Regions from separate parts of the Mus musculus genome. Here all the other regions are linked to region 7. A link is a contact called in public HiCAR-type and promoter capture Hi-C data. All regions are on one chromosome and are shown on one strand. The core of a region is the stretch at or near the end of the contact, and the rest is flanking DNA. Distances in the headings are between cores, read along the strand shown. Region 1 holds the start of Lca5 (Leber congenital amaurosis 5 (human)). Region 2 has its middle 53 kb from the start of Gm36120. Region 3 holds the start of Senp6 (SUMO/sentrin specific peptidase 6). Region 4 holds the start of Sh3bgrl2 (SH3 domain binding glutamic acid-rich protein like 2). Region 5 holds the start of Myo6 (myosin VI). Region 6 holds the start of Ttk (Ttk protein kinase). Region 7 holds the start of Mei4 (meiotic double-stranded break formation protein 4).

Region 1 (3,858 bases), core at 1,226-3,725, 1.6 Mb before region 7:
TCCCACCTCTCTTCACAATGCTCAAGCTGTTCCACTTCTCTTTCCCTCGCTTCTGGCCACAACATATTTGTACATCGTGGTTGTTCCCACTGTAGGATGGCCGTGCGGCCACCAGGCCCCTGGTTACAGCCTCCATCTCCCTGCATGGCGGGGGCAGCAAGTGAGTGTCTATGGTCTGCCTGTGCTGTTCTCAGGAAGGGGTCTGTGGATGGCGTAGCGATTGCAGGGCTCTTTCTGTCTTCCCCCTCTTTCGATGTGCAGCTTGGTGGTAGGCAGGGCTTTGTGGGTCTATGGCCTACATATGCTGTGGGGTGGAGGGCAGGTCTCTGGGTATCTTTCTCCTGCCCCTACCTTATGGCATGGCAGAATGCAGGTCTGCTTTCCTCCTCCTGTGCTGTGCTGCCTGGATTTGGTTTGATTTTTGTGTGTCCTAGGCATAAAACAGCTTTGGCTACTAAGCCAGGCATCAGGCTAGGGATGAAGAAAGGACTGCCCTCTGCTCTGCCCCTGACTGGTAGAAGAACAACATCAACAAGGTGTTTCATTGCACAATGCCCGGGGGGCGGGGGGTTGTTTTTTTTTTTCTTTCTGTTGTTTTTTGTTTGTTTAAGACAAGATCTTGCTATGTGTATAGCCAAGGCTAGGAGTTGATATATTCCTGTCTGAGGCTCACACATTTTGGATCATATCTGTCACACACAACTTTTTAAAAGAATGGTATCTTATGAAAAACTGAACTTTTGTTGAGGATGATCTGCTATTGTAATTATAAGATTATATGCACGTATATATATATACATACACACACATATATATATGTATATGTGTATATATATATATATATATATCTTTATTGTCTGATGTCAGGAAAACTATGTCTACCTCTGGCTAGTAAATGGTTTGAAGGTTCTAACAAGTCCTTCTGATTCTGCAATAGTAGTTCCCTCATAGGAAAAACTGCAGTTTCTTAAACATATGTAGAAATGGTTTTTTTGTGTGTGTGTGTCATTGCCATAGAGCATCAAACATGGCAAAGTCCTGCAGGAAAAAAAAGGGGGGGAGGGGCATTCATTGGCCAATGGGAGTCTGAAGCACTGTAGTAACAGGAATTCCTGTGAGACTAGAATACAAACCCAGAGTGCCCAACTGTGATTAGGATTCATCCCCAAACACAATCTTTACAAACGGCAGTTAAATATTTAATGCAGTTAAATAGTTTCAATTAGTAAAAATATTAAAATGTGGTTTGGTAGCTTCAGTTCTTTTTTCCTGGAAAGCTGTAACCTGTGTAGTACACAGTGAAGTGAAATGGTATAATCAGAAAACTGAAGTCCTAATAAAAATGGCAGATCAAAGTCATGCCATGTAGAAAGGTGAAGTTATCATCACACTTGGGACAAATCTTTAAAACATCAATTTGGTAAAACTGGCTTTGAGGAACTATAAATTATTTTGGTTATTTTTTTTCAAGGTCAAATAAAGTAATTGTTATCTCTGATAGAGTAACACTGTGTGGTGTAATAAGGACACTGAAAATGTTATACACAATTAGGTATTTTGTTTGGGAGATTTCTAAAATTTTAGATACTTTTTTGACTTGCCAGTAATGCTATTACCCTGTTAGAGAAATGCTCTAAAGATGCTAGATTTGGAAGTTAATAGCCATGTGGTTCTATCCTGATCTCACCGCTTACTACCCCCTGAATCTATTTTCTGGAGTATAAATGACAGCAGGCTTCAATCGGGAACTGAACAGTCTTATTAAACGGTCTGGATGAGAAGCTCAGAGAGCGTCAGAGCCCCCGTGGAAAAGATTTTCTTTATAGCTTCTTTACCTACTGCAATTAATACTGCTTAGTGTGCACTGTCAAGTTTAAAAGAAAAATTAGCCATCTAGCTGCCCTTAGCCCACTGTCATGCACTTCAGAATATTTCCTTTAAAAACAATTCTTTGAAAACATAACGAGAACAAACGTGTTCTCATTATCCTTTAGCCCCAGATTTCCTTCAGAACTTAAAAATCATGCGCAAGCCATATTCAAGATGTGTTATCTCAAGAAAGTCCAGAACCCAGGCAGCAGTATCATGAAAATATCAAGTCCACACCCTCCTACACATCAATTTCAGCGGAACCAGAAAAGTACATTGATTTCTTTATAACGAAATCCAAAATATTCAGAAAAAAATAGGGCCGGTTTCCAAGGGTTTTGTCCACAGACCCTTTCTGGAGCCGGCGTCCCTCTATGAGAAGGGTTGGCATTCTTTCGGTCTGTCCTGGGTGCTGGGCTCCGTGCAACTGTCCTCGCGGGTCGCGGTTCCCCGCCTCACCGGCCCACCAATGGTTGATGCCTCTCTCCTCGCCATCCCGCCTTCCGATGCCACAATAACCAATAGAAATGAACGTATGGAGTCCAGTAACCAATGGGAACTGGGGGAGGCGGAGGCCGGTCCTCCCGCGGTGCAAGCTGGGCTTCTGCTCCGTTGCCCAGGAGCCGAAGCCGCCGAGCCGCCGCCCGCAGCCGTGGTCCCTACAGTGAGTGAGTTCAAACTCCCCGCAACCGCAGTCTGCAGCGTCCGGGTACTCTAGGTCTCGGACCGTAGCTGTCGGTCGGACTCGGGGATCGGCCGATGATCCAGGCAGGAGCAGGAGGTGCCAGCTTGGAGGGTGAGGGGCGGGCCTCGGATGAGAGAGGAGGTCTGCGGCCGGGGGGGGGGGGGGGGGGGGATGGACGTGATGGGGCGGGGCGAGGCGGGGCTGATCGGCGGATGCTTTGGAGAGAAGGAAGAGAAAGTTGAGAGACTGGGATTTGTTAGCCCCCTAAAGCAGAAGGAAAGCATGTGCAGACGGATCCAAAGAAGAACGAAGTTACCAGAAAGAAACCCCTGGAGACTGGTGTAGATCGGGATGGGAAAGGAGGGCGCGCGGAGCCTTTCAGAGACTCTGGAACAGTCTAGGATATTATTGTTAACACTGTCGTTAAAGGGGAGAGACACTTTGGTCCAGGCTGTGGATTATTTTTATACATCATTGAGGGATGGAATGGAACGAATGAAAGTAGTTAGCAAAACCTACCTGTTGGCAGAACTGAGTTGGGGTGGATGCACATGCCTTTTGTTTCGCGCTAGCTGAATAAGGGAACAGTGTTTCCCTGTGTGACCAGTTCACCTGAATGTAAATTCTTAGTCACTTCATGGGCTTGATACGTAATGGTATCTTTTGGTTGGTAACAAGTTGCTAGGGGCTGTATTTTTCCTCCAGAGAAGTGCAGTGAATGGTAGACACATTGTGAGGATTAATTTTACGGAGGTATTTGTACCTATATTTGGGTAAGTGGGGTGGGGGCGGGGTGTGGAGGAAGGTTTTATGAAAGTAAATTTTCTTTTAGGATTGATTAATTGTGTGTGTGTGTGTGTGTGTGTGTGTGTGCGCGTGTTTCCTGTCCTGGACCAGCTCCTGCCTGCACATCTCAATCCCGAAGTTTGAGGGTCTTAACTCTTGGCCCAAGCAGAGTAGGCTTGACCACATACACATGGATGCTCAACCGTGCGTTCAGGATTAGATAGATGTCTTTGGGATCAACAGTCATAACTTAGGGCTTGAGAGCTGATTCAACCGTTAAGAGTACTAACTACTCTCCCACAGGCCCTAGGTTTGATTCCCAGCAGCCACATGGCAGCCCACAACTGTCTGTAACTCCAGTTCCAGGGAATCCTACGCTGTCTTCTGGCCCTTCTAGGTACCAGGAACTGTATCCATGGCACACAGACAGGCGTTCAACAAAACACTCACATAACTAACTTACTAACTAAACAAGCACACAAATAATCAAATATAAGTAAGTAAATTTAAAAAGTCAT
Region 2 (3,896 bases), core at 213-2,712, 1.8 Mb before region 7:
CCACCATGTGGTTGCTGGGATTTGAACTCAGGACCCTCTGAAGAGCAGTCAGTGAGTGCCCTTACCAGCTGAACCATCTCACCAGCCCCTAGATAACCTCTTATGATGGCATCTTTTTCCTATAACTCAGCCCTATAAGTTAATGTATTTGATTTTATTTTGTAAAGTTTTTTTAAACAATACTATTTTACTAATTGAGAATTGCATAGAATATTTTTTTTAATCAAATTCATCCCTACTCCCCCAACTTCTCCCAGATCTACCATCTTCACCTCCTAAAAGCTCCACAATCTCCCCAAACTGCCTGGAAACAAGTGTTCAAACACATGAGCCGGCAGGGATGTGATGACTAATCTTAGTGGTCAACTTGACACACTTAGGGAGAGGGAACCTCAATTGAGAAATTGCCTCCATTAGATTGGTCTGTGTCTTGTCTGTGTTTATGTGGGGGTCGGAGGGGGGGTAAGGGGAGCATTTTCCTGATTGCCAATTTATGTGAAAGGGCCCAGGCCATTGCGAATGGTGCAACCCCTGGGCCGAGTTATATAAGAAAGCAAGCTGAGCATGGGGCAATCGAAACAAGCCTGTAAGCACCATTACTCCGTGGTTTTGGTTCCCACCTCACCTTCCCTGGATGATGGGTTGTAACCCTGTAAGCCAAACAAACCCTTTCCTCTCCAAGTCGCTTTTGCTCAGTCCGCTTCTCACAGCAGCAGAAAGCAAACTACATCAGAGACTTTGGATTCAAACCATAATTTATTTCTGTACTAATTCTCTCCTACGTCTTTATCTTCTTCTTTTCCTGTGAACCCTGGAGAATGGAGATCCGTTCTGCTTGTCTGTGTAGCTACTGTTCTTGGGATAAAGCTTGGGTCACTCAATTTTTTTTTTTTTTTTTTTTTTTTTTTTTTTTTTTGCAAATAAAGTAAGTACTTTCAGATACATTTTGTGACATTTGACAACTTCAAAGCACTTTTTAATGACAGTTCCTAACTTTTTACTTTCAAGTTCTTCCCAAAATACTAGATTCTACATTAACATATGTCAAAGGAATAGTCAACAAATGAACTTGCAAATGAGCTAGTGACTCATAATGAAAAAATATTGCACTGCCTCCATATGCGGGGCCCCATAATAACTTCTGTTGCTTTAAAATTTAATGTCGTCAGTTCCATATGCAGTCCCTGCCTTTATTGGCATTTAAATCTATAAGCTCTCATACTTAATCCTTAAAATTAATGCAATGTAATATGCTTAAAATCTGTCAAGGAATCAGAGTGAAAAGCTGTGTGGACATACAATTCACCACATTACATATTGATTTCTTTGTTTCTGACCCAGGCACATAGAATCAATGTTTATGACAGTAGTTGATGAGGGGGAGTGGGGGCTAAGCGAGCTTCCCATGTGCACTCATAGTCGATAAGTGAAACAAAGAGATCTACTGTGAGTCACATCTCCGGTGGAGTTGATTAAACCTGAGTGCATGTGACTGAAGCATCGCAGCATGCAGGTTGCATTGCCTGGAGGGTATCTGTGGCTGGCGGGAACAGCAGGCAGTGGCTTTCTCTATGCCCAGTGATTTCACTGCGTAGATATAATTCCAGACAACTGCAATTGAAAACACTTGGACTCTCGGTAGCACTGCAGAGACAACCAGGCCATAAATGACAGAATGGCTGCTTCAGAGATCCCTTCACCCAGGAACAGTGAGGTTTGACAAGCGGAGAGAAAGCAGCAGCAGACAACAGCCATTCCGTTAGGTTGTCAAGGCCAGAGTGGAGGGAATCCCGTCTCTTTGTTGGTCTTGCAAGCAGGCAAGGGAGAAGAAATATAAGCAGGTATTCAAGGAGAGAAAAATTGTATGTGTGCTGTTTTCACAGCTGGGCTGAGCACATCATGAATTACAGAGGAACTTAAGAGCGTTGGGGGAGGGACTCCTGGAGGGTAGAAAATGCCAGCATGTGGTTATCTGTGTGTCCTGACTTTCGCAAATATTCACAGAGTTCCTGCTGGGATGCATAAAGAATATAAAGGACACAAGCCAGGTCTGGGCTCGGGTAGCCTTGTTCGGCTAAAACACACCTTTCCATTATCAATTAGATTGCAGCCTGGAGCTACAGTGAAAAGCTTTCGGTGCCTTGCTGGGACAGGCCACCTTCCACGGAGGGCGGAGATTTCTCGGGCACACCTGTACTGTTGCTATCACTGAGATAATTATTCTGGAACTTGTTTAGCATCTTGGGTATTGGGGGTGCAGTTTAAGAAAATGATTCCATCTAGTCTCTTCATAAAAGTATGCATGCAAAGGGCAGCGTTAAAAGGTGTTTTATTTAATGTTCAAATTCAGCAATGTACTTATTTCCAAAAATCTTTATTAAATAATCTGGTGCTTTTAAAGCTAGATTTAGGAAATCTAGCTTTACTGATATAAAAAGGGGAAAGCAGAGTTTTATACTAACCACAGTGGGAAGTTATTAAGCAGAATCAAAGGTTAGGAATTTTTCCTTTCAAATGGCTAGGCATACACTGCCAGGCAGAGAATCCCTTTTAATACAGGTATTTGATTTCAGACCCTGGGACAAGGAAGTGAGATGCATATATTACATACCAAAGCAGACCTGGCTTCCAGGTTTTCCCAGCATCCCTCAGTCCCTACCTGGCACACCTTGTCCCAAAACTTGAACTTTCCAGTCCAGGGGCTGGGCTGCCCTTTCCCTTGAAGCTCTTTCCTATATAATCCAGACATTTTGTGCGCTCTCTCTCTCTCTCTCTCTCTCTCTCTCTCTCTCTCTCTCTGTCTCTATCTTCCTTCTCTGTGTGAACAACCTTTCTCTTTCTCCCCTACTTCCCCATGTTGATTCCCCTGACCTCAATCCTTGGGGCCAGTAAACTCACCTGAAAGCAGCTTCCCAATAAATCTGCCTTTAGTATAATCTAATCTGGTATGAACTGGCTCATTTCACTAGCAGAAAAATAATCTATCAATAGGATTCTGAAAAATCATCGAAAACTTTTGTAAATAGAAAAACAAATAAATAAAACAGGAACTGGACCTCTAAATCATGCATAGATTTGGGGATCCAAATATGCTCAGCTTAGCTATATACCAACTATGTAACATCTGGGTAGTTAGGTAGTCTATTTTATGACTTTTCCCAGGAGGGCAGGAGCAATGTCTACTTATTCCAGAAGACACATTGATGATAAACCAAAGAAACAATTCCACCCCAGTCTAGCTTGCTGACCAGTGTGTTTATTGTAGTTTCAAACAGGACTACAGGAGACAGGTTACTTCCAGGAGTTTGGATTAATCAAAGGCAACGATAGAACAAAAAAGCCTCTCCATTTGGATGAGAATTCACGTAAGCTACATCCCTGAAGTGTTTTGCATGACCTATAGGCAGCTCAGGCTGCTGGAGTCTCCTCTCGTCAGTACCTTACTGTGTGCACAGTCTTGATGAGGAGCCTTGTGGCTCCTGTGAGTTTCAGGAGTTTCCTGAGACTAGCTGTGTTTACTTCCTAGGCCTTGGAAGACTGTTTATTCCCTGAGTGTTAAGGAGCCCCCCTCTCCATCCAGTGGGGAGATGATTCAATCTGGAGAAAGAAGATACACTACACAGTGTCTTAAGACCTCAGTCTCCTGTCTTTTTTTTTACTTAGATATTTTCTTTATTTACATTTTAAATGCTATCCCGAAAGTTCCCTATACCCTCCCCCCACCCTACTCCCCTATCCACCCACTCCCACTTCTTGGCCCTGGCGTTCCCCTGTAATGGGGCATATAAAGTTTGCAAGACCTAGGGGCCTCTCTTCCCAATGATGGCCGACTAGCCCATCTTCTGCTACATATGTAGCTAGAGACACGAGACACATCTGTCTGAAAGTGAAACTAA
Region 3 (3,781 bases), core at 1,187-3,686, 1.8 Mb after region 7:
CAATGGAAATCAGATGAACTCTCAGTGATGGCTTTGTGCTTGTATTATGCTGTGTTTCATCCACTCAGAATTTAAACTCAATTAGAAGCCCATAGAAGCCCCAAACCTACAAAAACCTACACGTATAATCATCTGCCTAGAAACTATGAACATCAGAAAACCATCTGGTGAATTTCCAATTTCCAAACAAAAACACAGGCGCTTAAGCACCGGCTACCTGCGAGCTACTACTCCTCTCTCCGCCTGTTGGCAGGGGTTCCCTACCACGGTCAAATTAGTATGGAGGTAATATGAAATGAAGTCATGAGAACATACTAGCTTTCCTTATCATAGAGGACAACCATTCCCCACGTCTTACATAAAGTCCGGTCTGCAAAGTAAAGAAAGCTGCTCCCCCCCCCCCCCCACTTCCCTATTCTCAAGTACAAAGAATAAAGAAAATTACTTTTCCTCTTAGTCTCCATTCACAACCCACTCGGTCAAGGAGTAAACAAGGCATAGCCTCCCTCCCGTTACCACTAAGAGTCTTTCTTAATTTTTTGGTTTTTTTTTTTTTTTTTTTGGTTTTTTTAGTTTTTTTTGTTTTTCGAGACAGGGTTTCTCTGTGGAGCCCTTGGCTGTCCTGGAACTCACTCTGTAGACCAGGCTGACCTCGAACTCAAAAATCCGCCTGCCTCTGCCCCCCGAGTGCTGGGATTAAAGGCGTGAGCCACCAACGCCCGGCAAGTCTTTCTTAATTTTAAACTACATTTTCTTAATTCTGTAATATTTCTAAATCATATCTTAAAGCATGGCCTGGATATATTTCATCTAGAAAACAAAATCCTGCAATTACCCCCAAAGAGTAAATATACTTAACAATTACTGAACGCGGACTTATTTTCCTAAACATATTTACAAATCCGATTACCAGGAAATTTAAAGTCGAATGAACGTTTACGTTCCCGGTTCACAACTGCAACTAAATGTACCTGTATTATGGAAGTCCCTTTACAGCCATAGGCAAAAACCAGTATCGTTATCCATTTACCACCACACCAAACCAAAATAGACCTTTTAAGCCGGCTTGGTCCACCAACTGAAATAGTTAACTCTGCTTCACAAGCGACTAAAAATGGGAACACACCCTAACTCTTTTACCTTCCCCGGCTGTCTCCAAACCGACACTTGGAAGCTCATTCTCTCTCTTTTTTTTTTTTTCCACCTCCCATACCTGCTTTACAAAGTATAAACAACCAAACACATCTCACCGGAGTTCGGGGCACCGCCGGGTCTAACCTGCACCCCGAGGGCAGCGGCTAGCCTGGGAGCTTTTAACCACAGGGCAGTGTTAACCACCACCTCTCCCCCTGCCTCCTTGGATCGGCCAGTTTCAACCAAGCTTAGGTCTGAAACTTTCCACGAACGCTTAAGAAAGACGCGGACGAAGTCTGCTCCTCACCCACTAGGCACCCATCGAGAATATGGAGGTGGGAGCGAGCCCAAGCCTTCGGCGCGCCCCTCGCAGGCCGCCCTGGGCCTCGGCTCGCTGCGCTACCACCGCGCCGCCTCGCGCCGGCCTGCCCGAGCCTTGGCCCGGGCGGACCCGAAGTCGGCGCGCCTGCAGCGCGTTCCCAGCGGGCCATCGGCCGTCCGGGCCCCCGTGGCCCCCGCGGCCCCAAGCCCACCCGGAGCAGAGAGCTGAGTATCACGGCCCGGGGGTGGGAGACACCCCGGTGTCGGCGAATTTCGCCCCCGACTCTCCCCCGAGGGAGACCCGAGCGTACCTTTCAGGAAAAGAGCCCCAGCGCTGCCACCGCTCTTGCCCGCCGCCATCTTCCTCCTTCCACGCCGCCTCCTTCTTACTCCATGGCCGACACCGGCGCGGTGCTGGCGGGGAATGGGGGCCGCGCGTCGGGAGGGTAGCAGCCGCAGGGTGGCGGGCCTCGGGCTCGACCTCCGCGAGGGGCGCTCCCCGCCGGCCGGGCCCCCCACACAAAAGCGGGCCTGACGGGAGGCGGCGAGGCCCACGGCCTGGGCTGCTTCTCCTCAGGCGCCTACCGGGGACCGTGAGCGGCGGCGGCGGCGCTTCCCGGGCCCGGCTCCCCTCGGCACACGACTCCCCATCCACCGGGCCGCGCCGGCCTCTGAGGAGCTCCCTCCGCTCCCCTCCGCCCCGCTCCGCCGCTGGCTCCGGAGGACGGAGAACGGAGCGAACGCTCACACGCCTTCTACGTCCCGGGCCGTAAAATGGCCGCAGCGGCTTGAGCCGAGCGAGGGCTCCGCGACCGTGAGGCGCCCGCGACCCCTCGCTGCTCCAGCAGTGGCCGCCGCCGCCCGCCCACCCCGCCCAGGCGTCAGAGCATCAGCCCAGGCCTCGGCGACTGTCCATGTGGACGGGGGTGGGTCTCCGCCACCGCCGCGCGTCGGTCGCCACAGCAGCCCCGCCGCCGCTCCTCCCCCACCGGCCTCCGGGCCCGCCCCGCCGCCGCCGCCGCCCCAGAGCCTCTCTCTCCCTTCGGGTCCCTGCTCGCCCCCCTCCGGGCTCGGCCGAACCCGAGCCGGGGGCTGTCGTCCTGCCGGCCTGGGGTGGCCTTGTCTGGCCGGCCTTGGCGAGGGACGAACAAAAACCCCTTCCTCGGAAGGCCCCCATGGCAGAGCCGGCCTGCGAGCGCTTGCCAGCCTGCCGGCCAGGTATTCTATTTGGTCGAGTCGCACCACAAATTCTAAAGAAACGCTCCAAGTTCTTGTCTGACCCTGAATTTAAAACGTGCCATGGGAAGGAAAAAAAAAAAAAATGAAGCCAGGTAATTGGAAAATAAAATTGTGTTCACATCCATCTTCCAAACAATGCATATATGATATGATTGAGCCAGTACACTTTGTGTGTGTGTGTGTGTGTGTGTGTGTGTGTGTGTGTGTGTGAGAGAGAGGGGGGGGGGGGAGAGAACACAGTAGACTATGATACAATTTGAGGGGCTTTTTTTTTTCTTCTTTTTTCTTACAAACCCCATGTAGTGGTGTAGGTTTTTCCCAGTCCATAAAGGGATAGAGACAGGTGGATCTCTCTGTCAGATGGAGGCCAGCCTGGTCTACAAAGGAAGAGCCTGTCTTCAAAAACAACAACAACAACAACAAATCCATGAAAAATGCAGAAAATGAAAAAAAAAAGTTACAGAAATTCAAGCCCCTTAGCTGTGTGGTCAGCTAATAAACATTTTTTTCTTTCCTTTCCTTCCTTCCTTCCTTTCTTTCTTTCTTTCTTTCTTTCTTTTTTTTTCTGGTTTTTTCAAGACAGGGTTCCTCTGTGTAGCCCTGGCTGTCCTGGAACTCAGAAACCCGCCTGCCTCTGCCTCCCAAATTCTGGGATTAAAGGTGAGCTAGCGCTACCACTGCCCGGCTACATTTTTTCTTTAAAAAAAAAAAAAAAAGTGGGTGGGGTTGGGGGGAGGGTGTTTTGCCTGCATTTAGGGTGGGAAAGCTGCTTCTTGTAGTTACTTCAGAGGCCGGAAGAGGGTACCCAGGCTAACCAAACTGCTGAATCCATTTCTCCAGCCCTTTGAGTGAAAAAGTGAAACATAAAAAACAAAAGATTCTAGGCCTTTAGGCCCAGGCTTGAGAATGTGACCTTTGTGACTCAATGCTCCATGGTATGCTAATCATAAAACAAATAGCGGCATTCCTCCAGCAACCTGCTTCCTGGGTTCAGGGCATGTTTGTTCAAAGAAAGTCACCCTGACCCACCCTGACCATTGCTGGAACCCTCTATGCAAATATGCTATTGTTAGAGGCTCCTAGAAAA
Region 4 (3,820 bases), core at 1,202-3,701, 1.7 Mb before region 7:
GGATGAAGAGGCACCCACCCCTTTCATGTTAGTCATTGCTACCACAGAAGCTCCTGAGCCCCAGGGAACCAGAGGAGAGGAGGGTTTTCCCTCAACACTGCATAAATGTCCTGCTGCCTGGATTTCCTTAGCTAGGTCTAATCCTGCCACATTCCTTCATTTTATATGCTTTAGCTAAAACCAAACTGAGGTGGACATTAGTACTGTTTGTGCTATAGACCTGCTGGTCACAGACAGGTACAGGATTAAACTGAGGTAGGCATTAACACTGTTTGTGCTATAGACCTGCTGGTCACAGACAGGTATAGGAAAAAAAAAAAAAAAGTGCCACCAGTCAACCGGACACCAGCAGAAGAAAATCACAGCATTCCTGCAAAACCTTAACACAGCTTAATGTTGTAAGTCCCATGAGCCTCCCCAACCAAGAGCTCACCTTCATTACGGCTAAGAAGTCAATGTTCTGGCAGATAAGCATAAACTTTATATAACTTAAAATGTCAATATTGCTGTAAAGGAAAAAAAATTGTACATGAACTAGGAGATATTACAAAATTTGGGGGGGGGGGGCTCGATGGGTGTTTCTATGACCCGAAAAGAGTATGTTTTCAAACAGCAGAGCAAAGTGAATAATGAGTGTTTACAGACTGTGCTGTGCCTATGAACTGAGCATAAGCTCCCAACCAAATGCAACCACATCAGACCATGGGGATCTGAGACGCGGTTAAAAAACCAAAGTGGAGAGACTGCACTTTGAAGTTCACCAGTCTGCAGTTCAAATGGAATAGACTGGTATGAGCTGTACCCACATTTACTCAACTGACGAAAGCATTTTAAAAGGACAGCACAATTGTGAGGGCCTCAAAAGCCTTCCTGGTACAGGAGAGAGAGAAGGGCAGAGCTCGGGCACCACTGGTCCCCACACTAGGCAGCACACAAGAACTTGTTTCCTCAACTTAGGTCCGTGCACAAAACATTAAAGCCCAGACTCAAGTCACACAGTAGGCAGGCACTAAATACATGTGTGTTTATGGAACTGATAAAATTGGTTACAGGATGCAAGTCTGGATACATGATGGAGAAGACAGGTAATTTACCTGTGACTTTCCCAACACAACTGAAGATCAACATTGGAGCTTGCTGCTTCTGAAATCAGTAAGCTCCTTTTGAAATAATTACCGAAGCTGGTAAGTTCATGGTAAAGACCAAAAGCTCTATAGTAAGGAATTCATTTCAATAAATCTATCTAGGAGATAGTACATTTCATGAGGCTCAGCTTTAACAGGGAAAAATCTTTTAAAGGCACCTATGACTAAGCAATAACAAAAAGGGAGGATTTTTGAGAACCAGGACATGCCTGCACATACAGGTAGGCCAGCATTTTCCCAGCTATTGTGTCCTTGTATCAAAAAAGATTGGGTTAAGAGCTTCAGTAGTTTACGGGGATTTTCCAAGTAGTATTTTATTCCGCCTTCTACCCCACCCACTTAAATTCTAAGACAGTCTGCCTACTGAGCAGGCAACCAGCCAGCCTAAACTTTAAACCAATCATTCTTGTACTTTTTTCTATATCTGATTAAGTAACTGACAAAGTAGATTTTTGGAGATGTAGTTTAACTCTTGGCTAAGGAAATCAAGTCTTAGCAATCACATGAAACATAACTGACACACTACAGGCGCATTACATGTGTCTTAGTATACATGTGCACTATTTCTAGTTATTTAACTTCTTCTAAAGAACAATATTCCTAAAAGAAGTCAACACTCGACAAACAGAGTAGCTAAAAATAGAAAACACAATTTATTCTTAAAATGAAATTTACCACAGCACTGGAGGAACAAGGGAAGGACCATATGTAAAAGTATTTGTAACACCCTAGGCTAAAAAACAACAAAGAAAATAAATTAACTGCGACCTAACAGGACAAGTGTGGTTTGCTCAGGTGTAAAACTAAAAAGGACTTGCTGGGGACGAGAGGATGTAGAGCAATTTTTTAAAATGGGTTTCCTCCAGACGCCAGGTCAGCAAATCAAAGTAGTCTAAACTGCCATAGGAAACATAAGCCGACGGGGTGTCCCAAGTCCGGAACCTCTAAACTCAGCAAAGGGCCCCTGGAGCCGACAGCTGCGGCAGGGGACTGGCTCCCTTGGGTCCCCTCGCCAGTTGCCAGTGCGGGGTGTGTGACCCCTGCGTGTCCACCGGGTCCGAGCCCGGCGGTCACCTGCCCGCGCGTCTCCTACGGGCGCACGCGCTGCGCGTCTCCCGCGATCCCGCCCGCTCGGCTCACCGCCACGAAGCCTGAGCATGAGGCGACGAAGACGCGGACCACCATCCTCTCGCTGCGTCAGGGATCGCCGCTGACTCGGTCACAGAAGTTTAACGCGACTGAGGTAGCTGCCGACTCCCGTGCGACCGTCGGAGAAGACCGCAGCGACGCGTCTGGCTCCCGCCGCTCCGCGGATGAAAGCCCAGCGCCTCCGCCGCGGGCTGAGCGAGAGGCGGGTGGGGCCAGGCGGCCGCGGGGGCTGACGGGAGTTGTAGTTTCCTTGGCGCCCAGAGTGACCAGGCACTGCGCTCCTTCTGTCCGGCGCCTGCTTCACGGGAATTAATCGTACACGCAGGTGGTTTAGGAAGGACCCGGAAGCGGGACAAGCTAATTGGCGGGAAGCCAGTTTACAAGAACACAGCAAACAAGACAAAGGGTTGGGTGGAGGATAGTCCAAGCTTGGGTTTTGTTTGCGGTGGAGACGGGTGGAGCATCCTCTATCAGAAACAGCCATGGAGCTGAGGCGACCCACTGTTTTAGAGACACGCAAAGGCTCGCCCCAGAGACCTTGGCAGTTCACGGGCTTGGACAGGCATGGCAGTGGGTTGAGCTTTTGGTGTTTTGTTTCTCCTGCAACCCTGAAAAACTGTTGAAGAGGAGTGTTGTTATTTTTCCTGGAGGCGGTTTTATTATGTAGCCCAGGCTGGCCTGGAACTCAACTTCACCCTCCCTAGCAGGTATTACAAGCATACATCACCACGCCTAGTTTGCAAAGGGAATCTCTTTGGTAAATGAAACAGGCTTTCACTTTATTCTAAAGACACTGAAAACTGGAAAGCCAAATGAGAACAAGACCGATATTTTATTTTTCTTTGCAAAACTGTAATTGTAGTAGAAAAGAATAAGTACTGATAGAAATGAAAATCCCCCTATCAACATTGGGAATCAGAACCCTCCCTCCCCACCCCCTACCCCGCACAATGCCTTTGCCTCTGTGCACCTACTGATATTTACAGTTGAGCCAAATCTGTGTCTTTTTCGAAATCGCTGTGCATTCCAACGCGGTATCCCAGGAGGATACCATTAAAGAGAAAGCTTTCATGAAGTGGCTAATAGGTTCCGAGTAGTGCTTTAGCAGGTTGTATTGGCTTGGCTAAGGCTCAAGCCACTCCTAGTTTTGTGGAAGTGAACCAGTTTCCCTCACACTACTGTATTTACTTTCTTCATTTCACCAAGGGACTTTAGCAGCGTTCAGGGAATGCTGCTAATTAATTCTAGAGAGAAGAAAATTGTGTGATGAAGTCTCCCACGTTTGCAAGTTTCTGGCACAAATGGTTGCTTGAAGGACTTTGGTTTTTAGACTTACTAATATTTCAAGTTGCCAACCTTTCCTGTGGCTTATGTCTTAAATAGTTTTATTTGTATGTATGCATGTATGTATGTATGTATATTTTTGTTTGTGTAGATCCATTTAGCACAGCATACTTGTGGAGGTCATGGGACAACTTTCTCCTTCTACCGTGTGGGTCAGGATTAGCAGCAAGTGTCTTTACCCA
Region 5 (4,005 bases), core at 515-3,014, 1.7 Mb after region 7:
CCAAGAGAAAGTTAAAAACTAGAGAATGGTTTTTTATGTGGAGTTCTTATGGATTTATTCAGACCTTGCATGGTGGAAATCTTTAAAACCATCTAAAGGCCTTTCAAAACCCAGATACAGTCCAGTTGTCTAAACAATAAGTGATCCACCACAGACGCCAGGCAAAGTCACAACAGGATGAGCGAGGAGCCTTCGGCTTCTCTCCGATTTCCTGGCCACTGTTATTTTAAAATTTGATCGTGTAAACAAGGGAAAATCCCTTTCGGACAAGTCCCATGGACTATAATTTGCATCTTTGTTTTTAATATGTTGTAGCTTCTATGAAAAATCATAGTTGTTCACTTTTTCTTGCTCATGTGTCTAGGTACTAAAGACCATATGTAAAATCTATACTCCACGGCTTTTTAACTGTATAATCGCAATACTCTTTTCTTAAGGGTTGTATTCTGTCCCTGCCTTTTACAAGTAACTTTTGAAAACAAATACAAAACTTGAAAGGAAGAGGGAAAAAAATGGGTAACAGATCACACACACGAAATAAAAACACTACAGGCCGACGAGCATCAGACTAAAATGACTTCTATTTATCACTGTGCCTGTTTACTCCTGTGCAACTGCAAACACAGAAAATGGGCAGACATTTAAAAGTCAATGAGCTGTTCTGAAGAACTACATTGTTTCTGGGCTTCCTCTGTCCCCCTTGTAGCATTTGTGGCCATTTCTAAAATTAATGCTAGAGAGCACTAAGGTAATTTTTTTTTCACTAAACATTTCCCAGTTGGAAAACCACAAGCCAAGATGTCTTGAAGTCGAGTTAATTTGTACAGAAATGCTGCTGTTCCGCAGCCAACCTTTGGACCATGACCACCACCAAGCTCAAGACTCAGATTTTATGGTGTTACAGCCGAGCCTCAAAGGCTGTTAAAAGTCTCAAGCTGACTAACTATATTCGAAAATCCTGCAACTGTAACACGAGAGCAAACTAAAGTTTTATTCAACACATATGAAATCGGAGCAGCGTTTGTGTAGCGCTCCAGCAGTATCTCCACATTGGGATTTAAACAGCTCTGCCCTACATACTTTATGCCGGATAAAATGTATCTTTGTGTAAAAGTTCCTGACATAGATTATCTAAGAATGGCCTTATCAAATTATTTCCTATTTTAAAATACAATCCACAGCTAGCACGTTTTAATTAGTTTAAGACGATTTGGAATTAAATAACAAAGTTATTTTCAGCAACACATCCGTAAAACTCACACTCAAAATACTAGAACGCTTAGGAACTAAAATTCCAGCTTTATAGTATGCTACCATGGTCTTCTTCGACACAGCTAAATTATTAATGGTATCAATTGATCTTTACTCTGACAACAAACTAGACTGTGTAGCTTTTTCACTGTGTTTCGAAAGGAGAAAATAAAACTATCTTGCAGTGTCGGGTGGGACTCGTCAGGTGACAGGAGCCCCGCTGGCCCGGGAAGGGGAAGCCAGAGCTCCAGTCCGCGCCGGGCAGAGCAGAGGCCAAGGCGGTGAGGACAGGCAGGCGGGCAGGCGCCCACACTCACCCGGCGAGGCAGGTGCGCGAGGGGTCGCGGCCGTGGAGAGGCTGCCGGGCTGCGGGCGCGAAGGGCAAGCGCGACACCGCGGCCGAGAGCGAGCACCGGAGACGACAGCACGACGGCGGCCGGGATACGCTTCCTGCTGGGACAGATCCCGGATCGGTCTCCACCCGCCGGCCAGAGAGCCCTGCAGAGTGCCCAGCCTGCGCACGTCACTGCTACGGAGCGCCCAAGGGGGCGGGAGGCGGGGCCGGAGGCGGGATTTTGTGGGACCGGGGCGGGGCGGCTAAAGAAAGGGCGGGTCTTCATTGGCCAGTGGGCGGGAACAGCCTAAGGGGCGGGGTCTTGGGGCAGAAGGGCTGAGAGGGGCGGGGTCCTAGGCAGCAGGACAGGGAGGACTCGCAAAGCGTAGGGTCTTGGGAATGAAGGAGCAGAGGGACGTGGCCTCAAGTCAAGGAACGCCGGGGCGGCTGTGAAGGGGAGGCCTCAAGAGCTAGGGTTGAGAGGGGCGGGACCTCATGAGGCGCCGGGGAAGGGGGTGGTTGAAGGAGTGCTGGGTAGGGGCGTGGCCTAATGGCGTGGGGCAAGAGAAGGGCGGGGCCTCAGGTTCCGACCGCATCCCTGCATCCCTGCAAGCCAAGGGCTGCAGGTAGCCCCTCATGACATTCCCTACCTCGCAGTGGTAGTTGTTTCCACTGCCACAGCGAGGGACCACAGCAAAGAGTCAGTTGAAGAAAAGTTGAGAGTGGGACAGGCGAATTGCGGAGGAACTCGCTTGTGGGGATTAAGGGTGGCACCGCAGCCCATCTAGGCTCGTGCTCCTCACCTGCCTGCGTCAACTTCCTGTTCAGCCCTTGGAGGATTGAACCACGGAAGAAAATTTTTTCTTCTCTGGCTAGCCTCCCATGCAGATATCATATTTACTTCTTACAGCCCCTGTATTTCCACCTCGCCCCCTTTGTTGTTGTTTATCTGGACTCTTGAGAGAGTCTCGGTCTGTAACCAGGCAGTCCTGGAACTCATCATGTAGCCCGCGCAAGCCTAAGAATAGTGACAATCCTTGTGGGCTGGTTTTATAGAACTGAGCCAACTGGCCCGCTTTATCTTTCCGGTTGTTTAATTTTACTGTCCTTATAAGGTCATATGTGGGTCATCTTTTTAAATTAAATATTACATTCCTATGCAAATTTGAGAGCAAACATCTCCTTTACTAGAAAAAAGAGGTTAATATGAAAACAAAATAAGGGGCTGGCAAGATAGTTCAGCCAGTGAGGGTTCTTGCAGCCCATCCTGAAGCCCAGCATGTTTCAAGGAGAGAAACAACTCCTCATATTGTACTCTGACCACTGGGCTCTGTCTAGAAGATTCCCAGAGAAGACAGGTTTCAGGAATTCAAACTGGACCTGGTGCCTCGTGCTTGTAATTCTAGCTACTCGGGAAGCTGCATGTTCAAGACCAGCATGGTCAGTTAGTAATATCCTGTTTCAGAGAGAGATGGGCTATAACTAAGTCCACGGTAGAATACTTGCCTAGCATGTGAGGCCCTGGGTTCAATCCATATCACCACAAAAAAATGGTAAGGGAAGGGTCAGGCATTCAGAGACGACCCAAATGACTTGATGAAAAAGCTACCTTCCACTGAACACATTTCAAATTCGTAAGACAGTAAGTAAAATTAGGGAAACTAAAAAAGAGGAAGGAAAACCAAGAAAGGAAGTAATTTACAGCAACCACAGAAATGTAGCTCCAAGATTGCCAAAAGAAAAATCTCAACTATATCAAAGATTGTAAAATAAACTAAAACCAGGGGCAGACTTATTTCTCAAATTCCAGTACTAAGGTGAGAGAGGGGGATAGAGGGCAAGCAGAACCCTTGGCTCACCATTGGCTCACCCTGGCCAGCCATTCTAGCAGAAAAGGAGAGCTCTGGACTCACTGAGACCCCACTACAAAAAATAAGAGGATGAAAGACTGAAGAAGATGCTTGTGTTGGTTAGGTTTTTTATCTGTTTTGCTTTGTTTTATGTGGGTTTGTTTTGTTTTGTTTGGCAAAACTTCATGCAAGTTAGAGTCGTCTGAAAGGGAACTTTAGTTTTTAAAAATCCCCCATCAAATTACCCTGTAGGCAAGCTTATGGGACATTTTCTTGGTTGATTGATAATTGATGGAATTAATTAATGGAAGGACCCAGTACACTGTGAAAAGTGTCATTCCTGGGCAGGTGGTCCCAGGGAATATAAGAAAGCAAACTGAACAAGCCAGGATGAATAGGCCAGTAAGTAGGAATTCTCCTTTACCTCTGCAACAGTTCCTGCTTTCAGGTTCCTGTTTTGAGTTCCTGTGATGGATTGAGAGTTGAAATAAACCCTAAACTGGCTTTGGGTGGTGTTATATCATAGTAATACAAAGCAGACTAAGACAATGCCTAACATAGGGCTCCTAC
Region 6 (3,993 bases), core at 1,340-3,839, 2.0 Mb before region 7:
GCACTGATGGTCAATTTTACCCTGATTCATGTAGCTAGTGGGGTTTTAATCCAGTTTAAAGAGATGAAACACAGAGCATCTGTTTTTAGCTGGCAAATATCCACCATTTAAATGACATCAACCACTTGAGACCTAAGAAAGACAAAACTAGTGTGTTACACTGTGGGGCTTTTCGCTCATTCGGTATTCAACAACTTCATATCGGGCGCCAACCCAAGCACTGGCTATAACAGACAGGTAGCTGACCTCATGGAAAGGACATTCTAGTCATTTCCACTTCTTGGACAGATCAAGAACAGATACACAAATGCAGGAAGTGAACCGGGGCTGTGCAAACAATACAGGAAAAGAAGATGGGAGACACACCCCCATCTCAGGAGGTAACTTTCTCAAACAAGTTTATCAGGGAAGGCCATGAAGAGACGTTTACAAAGACCAGAGAGGTGAAAATGAACACCTATTTGGGACTCACAGACCTGTAGCCAGAACAGAGGTAAGACAGCTACAAGACTAATAGGCAGATACTTCACTTCAGTGTTCCGTGTTAAGATTAAATATAACTTCAGAGGACTGGAGAGGGGTCTCAGCAGTGTGGGGCACTTTTATGCTCTTGCAGAGGACCCAGGTTCCATTCTCAGCGCCTACATGATGGCTCACAACCATCCATAGCTCCAGTTCCAGGGGAATTCCTGTGCTCTCTTCTGACCTCCAAGGAGAGCAAGCATGAAAGTGGTACATATATAAACACACAGAGATAAAACATTCACACGCAAAATAAAAAGAATACGTGAGTACAAGAAATTAACTTCAGGAAGATTGGTGAGGCTTCCTCAGTTTGTGGCAAAAACAGTCAAAACCAAAAACCCTGTGTGTGTGTGTGTGTGTGTGTGTGTGTGTGTGTGTGTGTGTGTGTACGCGCGCGCTCACAGCAGCAGGCAAAGTAGCCAACAAAGGTAGCAGGCAGTAACAAAAGAGTTGAGAGAACTACCTGTGAGCACACTCAAGAAGGATTCTTTTTTGTTGTTTTGAGCTTTTGAGATAGGGTCTTACTATGTTTTCCACACTGGCTACAAACTTGAGAGCTTTCTGCCTCAGATTCCCAAGTTTGGTGTATCTATCTGCCTGCCTGTTTCCCTCCAGCAAAAAACACTTGTAATGTTTCCAAACAAAAGAAGTTAAAGTATGAAGTACAATTTAACGGATAACCATCACTTACTGAGAAAAACAGAAACAACTTCATTAGGCCACACAAGGTGGTTAACACTGCTCACCTTCAACTCGGAGGCTCTCAACGGTTTTTTTTTTTTTTTTTTTAGGTTTTTGTTTGCTTTTTTAAGCAAAGAAAAAACTCACCCGTGTGATCGGCACAGATTTTAGACAAGCTTAGCTCATCAGTACAGTCTTCATTTATCTTATTTTTAATATCTCTCATTTTGCTCATGATGGAATCAATCGTCACACTGCTGCCAATTAACTCTTCAGCCTCCATTTCTAAATTGTAACTCGTCTTTGGAATAAATAAGATAGAACATTAGTTTTGTAAACATATCTATCTAAATGTAACTGTTATGAGGTAAGTGTTAGTGGCAACTAAATCAAACCAGAGCAACAAAACCCACAAGGACATAGCTTGTAATTTACCAGAACAAAGTTTCAACGAACCAAAAACATCTATTCTTCCCAGTATGAAACAGCATTGAGGTTACACTGTGTGAACCTGGAAGATAATGCTCTCATGACGCTTTTGTGTTTTGAGTAAGGGTGTTAAGTAGCCTAGGATGGCCTTGCTCTCTCTGATTCTGCAGCTTATCTCCTTACATCTCCCAAGCACTAGCTGTACATAGATACACCACCACGTCCAGCTGACGCCTTTGAAAACTTCATTTCACTGAATGTCTTTCTTTCACCTACGGAACGTAAGGAATCCGTTTGGTAATGACAATAAGTTGTCCCTTTGGTCGCCTACCCTGCCAGAGTAAATATTGACATTGCGCGCATTCTGCATCCTTCTACAGATAAGCGACTTTCAGAAGTTTGTCCCAGACAAAGCCCTGATTTGTGCTTTTATCCTTCTAATGCAAGCATCGAGGTACTTGTCACAGTACTGGAGCCCAGGCGCTCCGGTTATCTGCATGAATGTGTTGGTTAATAGCCCACAGTCTGCAGGCTTTCTGTCACTCTGTCTGCCATTCTCCACAACGCAGTAACTAAAGCTCAGAGCCACCGCGGAGTGTTAACAATAAAAATGGGCCCAAAGGAGGGGAGCAAGGGGTTCCCCACCTCCTCCCAGCTCACAGCCACCCACGGGGGCAGGTCTTGAGAGTTACACAATCAGTCCTGACCCGCACGGCGCACCCGCTTCTGGGCCCTGCTCCCCCACCAGCAGCCCAGGACCTACAGGCCGTACCCGCCCGCCTGGCCGGGGGCTCAAGCGCCAGCTCGCTCGCCGCCACCCTCGTCACCCAGCAGCCTCCCGCCGGCCGCAGCCTCTCTGCCATGCCCGCTCTGATGCACCCACCTCTGAAAGCCAAGCTGCAGCCCAAACAGCAGCACCCCAACCCCTCTCCGGAAACACGTTTGAAATTTCCCCGCTGCCTTCCCCGCTACCTCTCATTGGTTACGGCTCGCCACGTGGAAGCGTGGGCCGTGATTGGCTCCTTGCGTCGCACCGCCCCTCCTGCGTTGAGGCCGGACCCACCCACTTCAAGCGGCCCGGGGAGTTACCCGCAGCTGCCGACGCGCTCGCCGTGCTGACCTGCGCCTGTACGGTCAGGGGTCAGGGTCTTTTTCTTTGGTGCTCTCCCGCTGGACCTTGCACTACCCTCCAGGGAGCCCTGGCCTCGCCTTCAACCCAAGACCCGCCCTTCTCTTTGTTAGAATTCTGGTCCCCTCCCTGTCGGGACATCCTGGCTGAGCTCCTTTCTCCGAACCATTCCCCCCCCCCGCCCCCATCCCCGTGATGCTGTCTCAGTTATGAGCTCAGCTGCTCTTAGGAGAAACGCTTCTCTAGGCTTTCTCAATGGTACCCAGCTCCCCTAGCAGACTGTGTGGTCCAGGGGAACGGTTTCATGGGCGAGAAATGGCGCAGATGCTGTGTTTTTGCTCTGGTTTACTCTTGATAGTTTTGCTTTGTGTAAGAAGCTACAGCAGTAGCCAGATCTCTCATCTTCATTCAGTAAGTGATGCCCTCTGTCACAAATTGCTGATACCCAAATCTGTGGATATTCCAAGTCTTTAAATAAAGAGGCATTGTACACACAACCTATGCTCTATTCCTGTATACATTTATTTTCTTTTGGTGGGGGAGGGGAGCTAGTTTGTTTTTGTTTTCGAGGCAGAATCTCACTGTGTGTGTATTCACTGCTGCCACAGAACTGACTCCCTTTGCAGAACAGGCTGGGGTTAAAGGCATGTGATTTAAATCTCCCAGCGTCCTGAATACTTTAAAATTTATCGTCTATGCATCATTTGTAATACCCAGTTGAATACAGAAGTGATACAAATAGATGTTATATAGTGTTACTTAAGAAATATTGACAAGTTGTTCAATAGAGACACAGGAAAAACATATTTTTTTCTCATCTACAGTTGAGTAAATCCATGAATGTAGAACCTATAGACACAGAAGGTTTAATGCAAAGTTAGTCTTTAAAGTATTTTTGGTCAAGCATAAAAGCTGAAAAGCAAACCTTAAAAAGATCAGACTATCTTCATGAAATTTAACTGTAGACTAGAACACAGCTCAGTAATATTTATAGAAATACAAGAAAACTCAACAGGGTTGTCGTTACACTCTTATGTAATTGAAAAAAAAATCACCAGACTTTGAAAACAAGAAAATGTAACTATTAAGGGGGAGGGGGAATAAGGGATCAATTAAAACAGACCAGAAATGACACAGATGACATATTTGGCTAATTAGGACATTAAAATAGTAATGTGTGCTGTATTTTATGCACTCCAAAAACTTAAGAGAGAATTCTATAAACATGT
Region 7 (4,109 bases), core at 1,399-3,898:
GAGTACAAAGGAGAGCTGTACATGGTAGGTGATAAAGAGAAGACATTTCAGAAAGCAGGGAAATGATGTAATTATGTCGTAATCTCAAACAGTTTTAAAGTTTTTTTTTTTTTTGAACTACAGTGAGGTGCTATTTAACCACTGTCAGAATGATAGTCACAAAACAACAAATAACAGAAGTGATAGTGAGGGAGTGGACAAAAAGGGACCCTCAGACACCCAAGTCTGCTCACATGTAAATGAGTTCAGCCACTATGGAAGTCAGAGTGGAAGTTCCTCCAAAAGTAAACATTGATCCTCTCTCACAACAGTGTTTATCAAAGCACTCTTCACAATAATCAAATTTTGGACCAATGCAGTGTTCACAGCAGAGGAAAGGATAAGGAAGATGTGTTACATATACAGAATGAGATTTTTTTTAACCATAAAGAAGGATAAAAACTGTGTATTTGTTGGAAAGTTAATGCAACTGGAGATGGTCATTTTAAAGCAATTTAGTTAGCGTCTGAAAGACAACGAGCATGTGTTTTGTCTTATCCATGGTGGCTCCTAGACTTTATAGAGATACAGTCATGTGTAAACATATGACATGAAGCAGAACTAAAACTGTCTAGGAGAGCAAAGCATACTAGTGAGAGGGGGCAGGACATGAAAAGGAACAGTAAAGAGGTATGAAGTGAAGTGTGCTTAGATAAAATGTACATTTACAAAATCTTTAAAATTATTAGATTTTTTTAAAGGGGAGTTTTCAATACTCCCACAGTACCTGAGTGTTCTTGCCATTGTTACAAGTGACAAAACTGACAAATCCTCAATGCTATTTCTTCCCGTTGCTGTAGCTGACACTCTAAACCTATTCTTAAAACACTTAGTGATGCTGCCCTGATTACATCCCAGTGTCTAAAAACGTACCTACTTTCTCTTCAGCACATTAACATCTTCTGTCTTTATAACCCTTTAGCTTTCTAAATCTCAAATCCTTCAAAACATTATGCACAATACAATCATTAAGTATGTTTATCTCACGAATGCTTCAAATGATTTGGGTTAATATGCCTATTAAATTGGCGCTGTGACTTTTGGCTTCAAGTATTTTCATACAGCAGAACTTAACATATACCTGCCATTCACATATATCATGAAACCTAGAATACACTAGACTTCTAATTTCTTTGATATAATAAACCATGGGATAAATTAATACTATGTTTTTAACAAGAATTCCATAATATTGGTTTCAAATATCTGATTCCAAACATTGCTACTTTCATGAAAAAAAAAATTTTAAAAAAATACTCAGTCACAAATCTGTGCTCCTGGTCTTCATGTCCAAATTTTACGACTGAATTGTAAATTTTGTGGTTTACTGACATATACAAAGACATTGTGTTTAACCTAAGGCCCTCACAGAAGCTGTAAGCTATAACAATGGAAAGTAAAATAGTGGATGTCAATTTGTGAATGTCATTACTGTAGTCACAAGATATACCAAAAATCATATAATTCTAAGCAGGAAAAAGTAATATAAACAAGCCAAAATTGATCAGAATGTATGTAATGAATTTGATAAAAAGTTTGCTAATTGGAAGTAACCTGATATATTCAGACTTGGTGGTTCACATTTTAATCCCAGCATTTGCAAGTCTGAGGCATACATATTGCCATTAGTCTTGAGAGCAGGAGGCAAGGCCATCCTACAAAGTGAAACCTTGTCTCAAAAATCCAAAAGATACAGAAAAAAAAATAATAAATTCCAGTTGATGAAGAATCCAAGTTATGAAATTCTTATGAATTTCATATTTATATTCTGTGAATATCGACATACTAATGTATTTTCTGTGGTTCCTGGTGGGACTTTAATCCTCTAAATATGTAATTGCAGACTATAAAGCTATTCAAGGCTTTATTTAATTCACTTCAAATTATTGACTTTCTGCTACTTTGGACATTCCAGATTCACCAAACCCTCACTGGCTTCTTCCTCCGTAATGGAGACTCCACTTCTGGCCCTGCTCCTCTGATCTGTTGCATATCTCACCACAACCTAGCTCTTCCAAGAATGATTTTTATCTCTACCTCATGTACCAGCACATGCTTGTCAGATCCCAAGAAAACCGCACCCGTCCCACTTTTAACACCCCCAACACTTTCTGCAGTTCCTCTGGGTGTGTACTTGCTCAATAAAAGATCAGATCAACAAGTGCCTACGGTCCCCCAAAACCACCCTTTCCTCCAGGAAACCTCAGAAGCCACCTCTAGAGTGAAGGCAGGCTTGCACAGACTCTAAGGTGTAGAACACACCACAGAACACACGCTTTGCCCGCCCAAGTTTCTGAGGCTCCAGGCGCGACCTACTTATCAGGTAAAGAAATGCCCCTCCCCACGCGTGAGGCGACCTACCTCCGCAAAGGGCGCGACAAGGAACCCCAAGCCACAGCACCTGAGAGCGTGCGCTGCTTGAGGGGACCCGGGGCCCGAGAGTACAGAGAGCAGGCAGATGCTACACAAGCCTGGGGTTCCTGAGAAGGAAGGACGCCCTCAGGCGGCGGGGGAAGCTCGGGGGCCAGTATTCCCGGCCATGCACGCTGATGCAAGCGCAGCCCGCAGGTAGGCGCCAGAGCCCAGAGCGCCACTCCTCCCGGCTTTCTTCCAGTGCCAATCAAGAGGGAGGCCCGCGGAGACCACAAGTCCCAGAAGCCTCTGCGCCACTCTCCTCGGAGGGGCTTGGGAGGGGCTCCGGCGGGCTCGGGCGGGCTCGGCGAGGAGCGGTTAGCCGGTTTGGCTGGACTAGGCAGGTGTTTCCTGCATCTTCCTTTCTTCTGCAAAATAGTTCAAAATAGTCTAGGACTGCCTGCAGCTCCTCTCCTGAAAGGCTGATTTGGTTTCTAAGGAGAGACTCACGGGGCTTGAAAAAAAGGAAAAGTTTCAGGAAAGCTTCTGTTGTGCCAACTCCTGTCCTACATGGGAACAGTCGGGAAAACAGATTCTTTGGGTTCATTTGTTGGCTTGTTTCCAAAGATGGTTTTAAAATCTTTGCTTCCTGCGGGAGGAAGCGCTATGTTTCTCATTTGTCCACCTGTCATATCTTCATCTAGGATTTTAAGTAATTTTTTGCCTCACGTACTGAAATTTCTCAGAAATTAAAATGCAAAGGAGATTCTAAGCATTCGGAAGTCACTTATGTAGACTTTACTAACAATGTGCTAATTTGCTAATAGTTAAAGGTTTCAACAATTGTATAGGATAAATTACCAAATATTATATCTGGGGGGTCTGCACAGCTCATTCTCCTACGTAAATGACCCTTTATTAAGGCAAGTGCTTGCATCTAGTCAGTTATTGCAAATGTCTTGGAAATGTTAAGCTTCATTGTTCTATCCATGTGTTTAAGAAAGTCAATAATTTTAACTATAATGTAATTTAATATAGCTTTCGTTAATCTTGCAACGGTGCTTTCATGCAAACTAAACTCGGGTTATTGTGACTGCTAAGGTGATGAACACTGTGAGTGCTCTACTGTGCTCACTGCTCTTCTTTGAGTAATGTAAAATCAAACCATCCAAGTTCATTTCAAGATAATGAACAGTCAAGTAGGAGTGATGTAGAAAAGTTGTGTTTGCGTTGATAAATAGTATGATATTCTATTTCAATTCCCCTCATACATTTATTGAGAAAATTGAGCTGTTACGTGCCAGTTACAGCCTTGATTACTGGTCAAGACCTGATTACAACTCCATACAAGACAGAGCACTCAGTCTAATAGTTAAAACAAATGGGTAGCAATTACCAAATACAGCACAGCCACTGAAATCCTGAACGAAAGCCCAGAGGTAGTTTTAACTATTTACCACCTAAATGTAAAGACCTAATGATTTCAACAACCTCAATAGTTTTCTTTGAACATCTTCAGATGGTTAAAGATGCTTTAGAATACATAGCAGAAAAAGAAACGTTTTAAGAAAATTATACAAGTTTTTGACTCACTCAAGACTAATGAAACACAAAGTGATCAATCAAATACATGCTCTTTGAATAAAGTAATGGACTCTATTTATGTTTTACATTTAATTCTGAGTGATTTTAGAGTCATTTTTAATGTCACAGTCTGT

What was found. Promoter capture Hi-C pulls out the DNA fragments that hold promoters and counts their contacts. HiCAR-type assays count read pairs that join an accessible place to other places. Capture Hi-C pulls out chosen DNA fragments and counts their contacts.
Region 1: a promoter capture Hi-C map of pre-B cells shows a contact between it and region 7, with 2.9 times the contacts expected there. The contact joins the promoter of Lca5 here to the promoter of Mei4 in region 7. A contact is called at or near these places in 2 of 39 promoter capture datasets (the 3T3-L1 cell line and pre-B cells) and 1 of 115 datasets of contacts at active chromatin or transcription factors (pro-B cells).
Region 2: a promoter capture Hi-C map of the 3T3-L1 cell line shows a contact between it and region 7, with 6 times the contacts expected there. The contact joins the enhancer-like site here to the promoter of Mei4 in region 7. A contact is called at or near these places in 3 of 39 promoter capture datasets (the 3T3-L1 cell line, frontonasal cranial neural crest and hippocampal neurons) and 1 of 115 datasets of contacts at active chromatin or transcription factors (astrocytes).
Region 3: a contact with region 7 is called in a HiCAR-type map of astrocytes, with 4 times the contacts expected there. The contact joins the promoter of Senp6 here to the promoter of Mei4 in region 7. A contact is called at or near these places in 1 of 39 promoter capture datasets (pre-B cells) and 2 of 115 datasets of contacts at active chromatin or transcription factors (astrocytes and embryonic stem cells).
Region 4: a contact with region 7 is called in a promoter capture Hi-C map of pre-B cells, with 2.6 times the contacts expected there. The contact joins the promoter of Sh3bgrl2 here to the promoter of Mei4 in region 7. A contact is called at or near these places in 4 of 39 promoter capture datasets (the 3T3-L1 cell line, cranial neural crest, hippocampal neurons and 1 more) and 1 of 115 datasets of contacts at active chromatin or transcription factors (astrocytes).
Region 5: a contact with region 7 is called in a promoter capture Hi-C map of adipose tissue. The contact joins the promoter of Myo6 here to the promoter of Mei4 in region 7. A contact is called at or near these places in 1 of 39 promoter capture datasets (pre-B cells), 1 of 484 Hi-C or Micro-C datasets (embryonic stem cells), 1 of 115 datasets of contacts at active chromatin or transcription factors (astrocytes) and 1 of 9 other capture datasets (adipose tissue).
Region 6: a promoter capture Hi-C map of pre-B cells shows a contact between it and region 7, with 2.3 times the contacts expected there. The contact joins the promoter of Ttk here to the promoter of Mei4 in region 7.

The regions. Positions count from the first base shown.
Region 1 is chr9:83,439,716-83,443,573 of GRCm38.p6, reverse strand. It overlaps Lca5 (Leber congenital amaurosis 5 (human)), which reads left to right and starts at 2,475. Exons shown (of 8, transcript NM_027448.2): 1 at 2,475-2,665. All of the region lies in intron 1 of Gm2087 (predicted gene 2087), which reads right to left.
Region 2 is chr9:83,627,112-83,631,007 of GRCm38.p6, reverse strand. No RefSeq gene overlaps it. Among named protein-coding and RNA genes, the nearest start is that of Gm36120, 53 kb to the left of the region's middle. Within about 2 kb of position 1,462, at least 28 of the 459 cell types and tissues checked have an H3K27ac peak or open chromatin away from gene starts, as enhancers often do.
Region 3 is chr9:80,065,558-80,069,338 of GRCm38.p6, reverse strand. Senp6 (SUMO/sentrin specific peptidase 6) reads right to left here and starts at 2,436. Exons shown (of 24, transcript NM_001311110.1): 1 at 1,767-2,436. The coding sequence starts at 1,815.
Region 4 is chr9:83,546,969-83,550,788 of GRCm38.p6, reverse strand. It overlaps Sh3bgrl2 (SH3 domain binding glutamic acid-rich protein like 2), which reads right to left and starts at 2,451. Exons shown (of 4, transcript NM_172507.5): 1 at 2,286-2,451. The coding sequence starts at 2,330.
Region 5 is chr9:80,162,793-80,166,797 of GRCm38.p6, reverse strand. Myo6 (myosin VI) reads right to left here and starts at 1,764. Exons shown (of 33, transcript NM_001039546.2): 1 at 1,569-1,764.
Region 6 is chr9:83,833,285-83,837,277 of GRCm38.p6, reverse strand. It overlaps Ttk (Ttk protein kinase), which reads right to left and starts at 2,589. Exons shown (of 22, transcript NM_009445.2): 1 at 2,519-2,589; 2 at 1,354-1,507. The coding sequence starts at 1,489.
Region 7 is chr9:81,862,209-81,866,317 of GRCm38.p6, reverse strand. Mei4 (meiotic double-stranded break formation protein 4) reads right to left here and starts at 2,648. Exons shown (of 5, transcript NM_175213.4): 1 at 2,401-2,648.